2 separate regions of the Sus scrofa genome follow, and region 1 is linked to region 2. A link is a contact called in public Hi-C data. All regions are on one chromosome and are shown on one strand. The core of a region is the stretch at or near the end of the contact, and the rest is flanking DNA. Distances in the headings are between cores, read along the strand shown. Region 1 overlaps USP7 (ubiquitin specific peptidase 7). Region 2 has its middle 35 kb from the start of C3H16orf72.

The links. A called contact is a pair of places that touch in the nucleus more often than the background predicts.
Region 1: a contact with region 2 is called in a Hi-C map of embryonic fibroblasts, with 1.9 times the contacts expected there. A contact is called at or near these places in 1 of 47 Hi-C or Micro-C datasets (embryonic fibroblasts) and 1 of 2 datasets of targeted methods (alveolar macrophages).

Annotation. Positions count from the first base shown.
Region 1 is chr3:33,789,493-33,793,276 of Sscrofa11.1, reverse strand. USP7 (ubiquitin specific peptidase 7) reads right to left here. Exons shown (of 31, transcript NM_001135680.1): 6 at 2,291-2,399; 7 at 1,334-1,464; 8 at 509-563. Among named protein-coding and RNA genes, the nearest start is that of USP7, 37 kb to the right of the region's middle.
Region 2 is chr3:33,618,366-33,622,003 of Sscrofa11.1, reverse strand. No RefSeq gene overlaps it. Among named protein-coding and RNA genes, the nearest start is that of C3H16orf72, 35 kb to the left of the region's middle.

The sequences.
Region 1 (3,784 bases), core at 292-2,791, 170 kb before region 2:
AATAGCCATTTCATGTTGTGTGTGTGTGTGTGTGTTTTCATCACAACTGGAAGGATGGGAATTGGCCAGTGGTTTGGGGGATGGACCACCCACACAGAGGTCTGCCTCAGTCAGAACTTCTGGGCAAAGGAGGGGGTCTGGATGCTACAGAGTAAGACGAGAAGTCACCGTTCCAAAGTGAAGCAGGAGAACCAGGACAGCTACTTAAGCCAATCAGCCTGTTGTTTCTTTGGTGAGTAACTGGTAGATTATACCAACTTCACAAATCCAAAGCATACTACCTATGACTACTCCCGTCATACTCCCCTGTCAAGTAACAGCCTTTCTGGCTTTTAAACTAGATACACGCTGCCTTTTCTTTCTAGCCTACTTCCAGTCCTGAAGAAAGATGGGCACAATTTGAATTATAGTGATGTGAAGTAGGCCTGAGGTTTGACTTGGTAACAACTTCTGACCGTGCTTCAAGATATGAAATGTACGCAGTGCACAATTACAGCAGAAAACTCACCACTCGACACAGCTCCTGAACGTCATGTTGCATGAAGCTATCTAAAGTTTCCCACCTTGGAAAGACAAAACAAATTCATCTTTAAACTTCCATGAAGAGTAAATTAACAAACTGGGAATAAAAAACAAAACCATATAATCAGTCATTATGGAAAAACATTTATTTATTTATTTTGGGGGCCACACCGGTAGCATGTGGACTCCCAGGCCGGGGATGAGTATGAACTGCAGCTGTGACCTACGCTGTAGCTGAACTGATACCGCTGAGCACAGCAGCATCTCCTCCTTGAAGTCATTTTTTGAGAAGAGTATTTGGGGGGGGGTAGAATTCAAACACAAATCAAATTTTATCAGGACCCTTCACAAATTTTTTGCTTTTTAGGGCCACACCTGCAACATACGAAAGTTCCCAGGCTAGGGGATGAATCAGAGCTACAGCTGCTGGCCTACACCACAGCTCATAGCCAGGCCGGAACCTTAACCCACTGGGAGGTCAGGGATCAAACCCGAATCCTCGTGGATACTAGCTGGGTTTGTAACCTGCTGAACCACAACAGGAACTCCCATCTTTCCCGAACATCTCACTGCGAGAGGAGGAGGTCAAGTTTGCACACAAATGTACAGAAGTTTGGCAACGGTATGCATCCTGTTCTCGACAGGAAAACTTAAGTGGTGAATTCTTTCTCAAGCAAAATTCCAAAAGCTTCCATTGCCAAGGAGGTCCAAGAGTACACTGATAATTAAGTGCCCGTGCTCTGCTCTCAGCTCTCCCCGTCCATGAACTCGTCCTTCAGGCAGTAGAAGGCAAAGGTCTCCCAACACGTACCCAAAAGACTTGGTCAGCTTCTTTGTTCCTACGGGCTTATCGCTGTGCTGTAATTCATAGAAGACTCTTTGTAATGCTAAAGGGACGCTTTTGGAAGAATCGTCGCCCTCTGTTGGCATCATGTACACAGCCTAGAAGAATTGATTCAGACATAAAAATGGAATTTTATGTGAAAGTATCATTTCCAACACCACAATGACTAAGGTTGCTGGGTAAGGCTTTTAACTATCCCCCAAAAGGGTCAGAAGGTTGTTTAAACAATCAGGAGTCTTTAGAGACAATCTGGTAGTTACAGGAAAGTCAAAATAAATAACTTAGAGCTCAGCATCCAATGAGAACCACTTCTATCTCATACTTCCTAGAGCAGTATTTTCTAAGTGAATGTGACTCGTGAACAGGAGGTGATGCAACTTAAGTGCTACTGATGTGACCCACGCTCTGCTATCCCTGTGATATAATGTTATCGGGGCGGTCACCGCTCCCTGGAACAGCGCAGAGGAAAAGCCAGTGCTGTGGTTCCCCCGCCGCATGCACCAGGAGCGTGTGCTGGCTGCATGGTTGCACTGCCCGATGACAGCCCTGCCGTACAGACAACCCTCCTCGAGATTCAAGTTCTAGTCTGATTAAAGAACACATCTATAGTAACTGAAAAACCACACTTCCCAGCTAGTAGTTTTTTTCAACAAATCAATTTGATAAGAAACTTTTCAAATATTGCTGCTAATGACTTCTGTATTTTAAAAAAGCTCTATTGATTACTTTCAACCGAATAAAGCTTCACTAAGTGTCCACACACCGAGGAACAAAACTACACAAAGCATAAAGCAGAGCCCTCCGTGGAGACAGCCCTGTGTACCGGGAGGAGAGTCCGGCGAGGAGGGGGCTTTGCCTGCCCCTTAGTACTCGAAGAGAGAGGGGTGGGTGGAAGGTTGAGGGAGAGAAATACCATCCATTTACCTTTCGTAGTTGGTTTGTGAAAAATAAAGTCTGCAGCAGGCTGTTCATGTAACAAGTCGCTCCCTGATTCTTTAAACCGACATAGCCCGTGTGCTTCTTTGAATCCCACCTACAAGATCAGTTTGAGGTTGAGGGAAAACTGCACAGGACACCTCCTTGCTTCTGCAACGTGATTGGGGGCCGGCCTTGGGCTGCTCTGCTGCCACCTCCTTCCCACCATCCTGACACGGGAATAACTTCGTCGCCAGGCCAGCAGCTCTAATCACTCGGTCACCTGTTCTGTCCACTCCAGTACATGAACCAGTGCAAACTCACCTCAACGGCCTGCTGACTGCAGCACGGCTGTCAGGGACCAAGAGCAGGACTCACACATGCTTCTAGCAGAGTCCCAGTGCGCTTCTGCCACATACACGTGACATCACGTGTGTAGGTAGCACAAGACAGGGACACGGGCATGCGTACTGGCAAGTTGAGACCTCTCAACTTCTACAGCTATTCTAAGTCTTTATACTGGTGGTTGGTTAGGAGAGAGGTAGGTGTTCTCAGTCTGTAACCCTCACCCTCTGCAGTAACAGGAACCTAAGGAGATGCCACCGGACAGCAGAAAAGCCTCCCCAGCCAGTGCCATGTCCCTCTGTATACGACGTGAACACGTGACCAGCGTTAGGAGGTATTACTGCCTCAGAGTCAGCGGGACTCTGATCCAGGGGTTTGTCCACGGCCTTGCAAACAGGCTCAAGGTTACCAAATGGCCCTGGTTAAAATGCATGGGTATACATGATAAAAACTGGCCTCCAAATGCAAGAATCTTAAATTACAGGTCGCTATTTTAAAAACCGTAATCATAAATTCTGAATACCTTGTCACAAGTGAGACTGAACCAAGGTATGATCTAAGCGGTTAAGTCTGAAAAACCCAATCTACTTTTTTTTAGTCAGGAGACATACCATAAGCCTAAGGGAACGTTTTAAAAATAAAGGGGAGAAAAATCCTCCAAAAAATTTAATTAGAAATACCATGGTTTTAGCCCTGATATGCAAATTCAAGTATTTATTTCCAAAAGGTTCCTCCTCTGCTACCGGCCAAATTAATACAAAAACGAATAAATCTTATTTTAAAAGTTCCCAGTGCCACATGCAGGCCACCTTCACCAAGCGCTGGACTGAAGGACGCCCTTCTTGACGGCCCGCCGCCGCCCCCGTCGAGCACGCTCTCCGGCCGGAGGGGGGCGCCCCGAGGCGGGAGACGACGCTTCACTCCTTCCCAGACCTCCTGGTGCCTCCGCCAAGGCGCCGGACACCCCGCCCAGCCCAAGCCTCCCTCCACCCACCCCCGTCCCTCGCCCTCCAAGCCACAAGCGACCCAACACTACTCGTTCTTCAGGGCCAAAAACGCTCTCTTGCACCCAGGGGCGGACGCCCCTCCAGCTCCTCTGGCCTCGCAGCCTCTCCGCTCCTCCTGGCACACTGGTGGCGCTCCCCCAGCCACCCAAGG
Region 2 (3,638 bases), core at 709-3,208:
CCATGAGGGAAGCAGGGCCAAGGCTGATGAAAACAGCAGAAAACAAAGGACTCTGGTCCCCGAGCAATGCCAGCCATTGCATTAACTCAGTTTGGAAGAGCATTCCAGAAAATGAGGGTGGAGTGCACCTCCTCCCATCCCTGCAGACCCTAAGCCTCCCTACCTCATCCAGAGTGACTGGGTGCACATGAAAAAGAATTGCTACGCATGTACTTGAATATATGTGTTCTCGAGAAACTATATAAAAGGTCACAAGCGCTTTCAACTGCATTTTTGTTTTCAGTTAAAATAGGTTAGAGCTCTTCCCTCACCCGCCCCTACAGATGTGGACCTTGTGTTAGTCATGAATATTGCAACGAAAAGCTCCTCGTAGGCAGGTCCGCCAGCTGCACTTTCCGGATGAGGAAGAGTGAGACTTGGGTGGCCGCTGCCCGGCGCGTGTGCGGGGCGCCTGGAACCTCGTGGCCAGTCACCCACTCACCCACCCAGGCCTCGGTTTCCCGCTGGTGAGGGGCTTGTTGGTGAGGGCGGGATGAGGCGGTGCCGCACGGGAAGGGGCCCTGGCTTCCAGTGAGCACCAAGCGCCTCATCCCGGCTGCTGCGAGGCCGCAGGGCCGCCGAGGCCCCCAGGCCAGAGGGGGCGCTCTGGGGAGGAGGGGTCGGCGAGGGACCACCACGGAGGGAAGGGGTGGGCTGTGCCCAGCGGCGCCGCCTGGGACCCGACGTGCGGGAGACGGAGCTGCGCAGTGAACCCCGCTTTAAACCCGCTCGCTAGGCCCCGCGCAGCGGGCGCGCCTCCAGCTCAGGAAGCCCGAGCGCCGACAGGGTAGGCGGCCAGCGCGTCCCCGCTGGGGCTTGTTTCCTCCTCACAGGGGCTTACGCCGCCGGGGGTGGGGGCCTCAAGGCTCAGGGGGGTCGTTTCCAGGCTCTGGGCCGCGAGCCGGCTCTGTCCCAGGCTAGGGAGGACCAGGGCCCGAGGCCGCAGTGCTGTCACCCGCGCTGGCGTTCTCCGAAGGTGGCGGCCTGGGCGTCCCCTTCCTGGGCATGACCTAGCAGGTCGTACCGGGCGGGGTGTGGGGGTGGTCACCGCACTGGACCCTTCCCCAGAGGCCCATCCTTATGAGCTTTTGCTCCAGGTCTTAGGGGTGCTGGATTTTGATTTCCTCCCTTTGACCCATTGGTGGCGAAGGCCGCCCCTTTATTCTTCCTGGTTTGTGTTCACTCAGCTCAGCGGCCCTTCCCCACCATCCTCTCAAGCCCTTGTTCTCATCCGGTGGTCATTTCATTTACTGGTTTACTTTTGAGCTGCGTCTGCCTTTCCTGGACTGTGTCGTGGGCCCTTTACCTGTCACTGTGCCTGCCACCGAGCAGACATCCGGGAGGAAATACTTGTTGATAGGATGAGGGGATCCCCATTTGACAGATAAGACAGAGGCACCAGAAGCTTCAGGTGGTGCCTCAGCCAGGATCTGAACCCACATCTGTCTGCTTCCGCCCTGTGTAGAAGGCGCCTGAGCATTCCACGTCCAGGTGGATCAAATTCACTAGGATTGGGACCATGGGCAGATTACCTTAACTGGAGCCTCAGTGTCCTCTTGCAGAGTGGGGATGGCCTGGGTTAACTACCGCCCAGGAATATGAGCGTGTAGATTACCTGACGCTTTCATTTTGGGGGCCTGGATGGGGACTGAAAGATCCCTGTGTGATCTGGTCAACTTGGATGAACTTGGATTGAGTTTGAGAACGTCTCTCAGTTGCATACTATTAGTGACGCAAGCAGATACTGGTGTTCCTTCACCCAAGAGCCATGCACCTGGCAAAGGCCTGACCCTCCCAAAGGCCTGACCCCTGTAGGGACCCAGCATTGGCCTTGAGCCTGTCCCTTAGGCTGGGAGTCCCACATTCTCCGGTGGCGACTCACTTCCTGTTTCGGCCTGGAATTTGGATGACAGAGAAACAGCACTGTGTCAGCTCCATGGAAAAGGCTGGGTCTGCCCACCAGAGCCTTAAAGGGACAGCCCTTCTAGGGCAGGGCTTGTCCTGGGGATTCCTGGTGGTGAGTGGGGTGCTGATGCATGGGGCCAGAGATCGGGAGTCAGGATTTGAGAGCCCGGGGGCGGTGGGGGGGGGGTGTCTGCTGCCAGATCCCATGGGCCTCTTTTCCTCTAAAGACTCTCTTCCACCCTCTTCCACCTCCCAGTGCCCAATCCAGTTGTTGGGCCATTGTGGAAGGACCTGCTCTGCCAGGACTTCACTCCTTAATCCTGTTGAGCTCGGTGCTTGGTCTGGGCCTCTGCTATTAAACTGGGTAACGGTACCCTACGCTGACTGTGAAAATTCCATGAAGTCCTGTTCGTCCAAGGTGGTACACTCAGATGCTGATGGGGTCAGATCCATGAGTGAAGCTGTCATGCCTGTGACGAAGGTGAATTGCAGGGTGCACAGCTGCTTAAGGAAGCTTTAGTTCAACACATGCTGGTGGCCCAATTAAGCACCTTCTGTAGGTCAGGGCTCCTGGGACGATGGGTGGATGCCTTTCCAAGCTCCTTTAAGAACGGCTATTCAGCTTTCTGGGGCTCATCTTGCCCACCTTTAAAATGGGTCCTCAGTTCCCGTCATGGCTCAGTGGAAACAAATCTGACCGGCATCACAAGGACGAAGGTTCGATCCCTTGCCTCGCTCAGTGGGTCATGGATCCGGCATTGCCATGAGCTGTGGTGCAGGTGGCAGACGCGGCTCAGATCTGATGTTGCTGTGGCTGTGGTGTAGACCAGCAGCTACAGCTCCGATTTAACACCCTAGCCTGGGCACCTCCATATGCCGTGGGTGCGGCCCTAAAAAGCAATAAATAAATAAGTAAATAAAATGGGCCCTCTCACCAGTCCTGGATTTGGGGTCTGGCTTGAGACACTCGGGACTCTGTGACCTGTGATGTGCAGTTACTTATTCTCAGGGTTTGGCTCCTGCTCTCTGACCCCCCAACTCCCTCCCATTCCCAGACTGTACCACCCCGGTTCTGGTGGTGCCTTAGGGCTGCCCTCCAGGGCTTTGTCTCAGAAGCCCTTCCTAGGCCCCAGCTATGGCTGTCATCCTTCTGTTAGCTTTCGGCAGGAGACATGGCTGTGGGCAGAGCAGGCTTGGGCTTCTCTGAGTGCAGCAGGGTGGGCCAAAACAAACAGGAAGTCCACCAGTCCTGCAGGAATTTGTGTTATGGCCACAGGGAGATGAAGGGCTAGTCATACTGATAACCCCATTTCTCTTGGGTGTTTTACATGCATATCCCATGGCAAGGTTGCTGCAACCCCTAAGGCATGTGTCTGTGTCTGTGTTGCCATGGGAGAAGCTGCTGCTCAGAAAGGTTGAGTGACTTGTCTGAGGATACCCAGCTGGGACTCAAATTTGGAATTTTCTCTCTCTCAAGTCTAGACTCTCTCCTCCTGTGTTACTTTCTTTACCTGGTCAAGATACAATCCATGTTTTCATGGAGTTTGTAGGGAGTTCCCGATGTGGCTTAGAGGGTTTAGAACCCGACATGGTGTTGATGAGGATGATGTGGGTTCGATCCCTGGCCTCTCTGAAATGTGGCTCCAGTTCTGGTGTTGCTGTGGCTGTGGTGTAGACCAGCAGCTGCAGCTCTG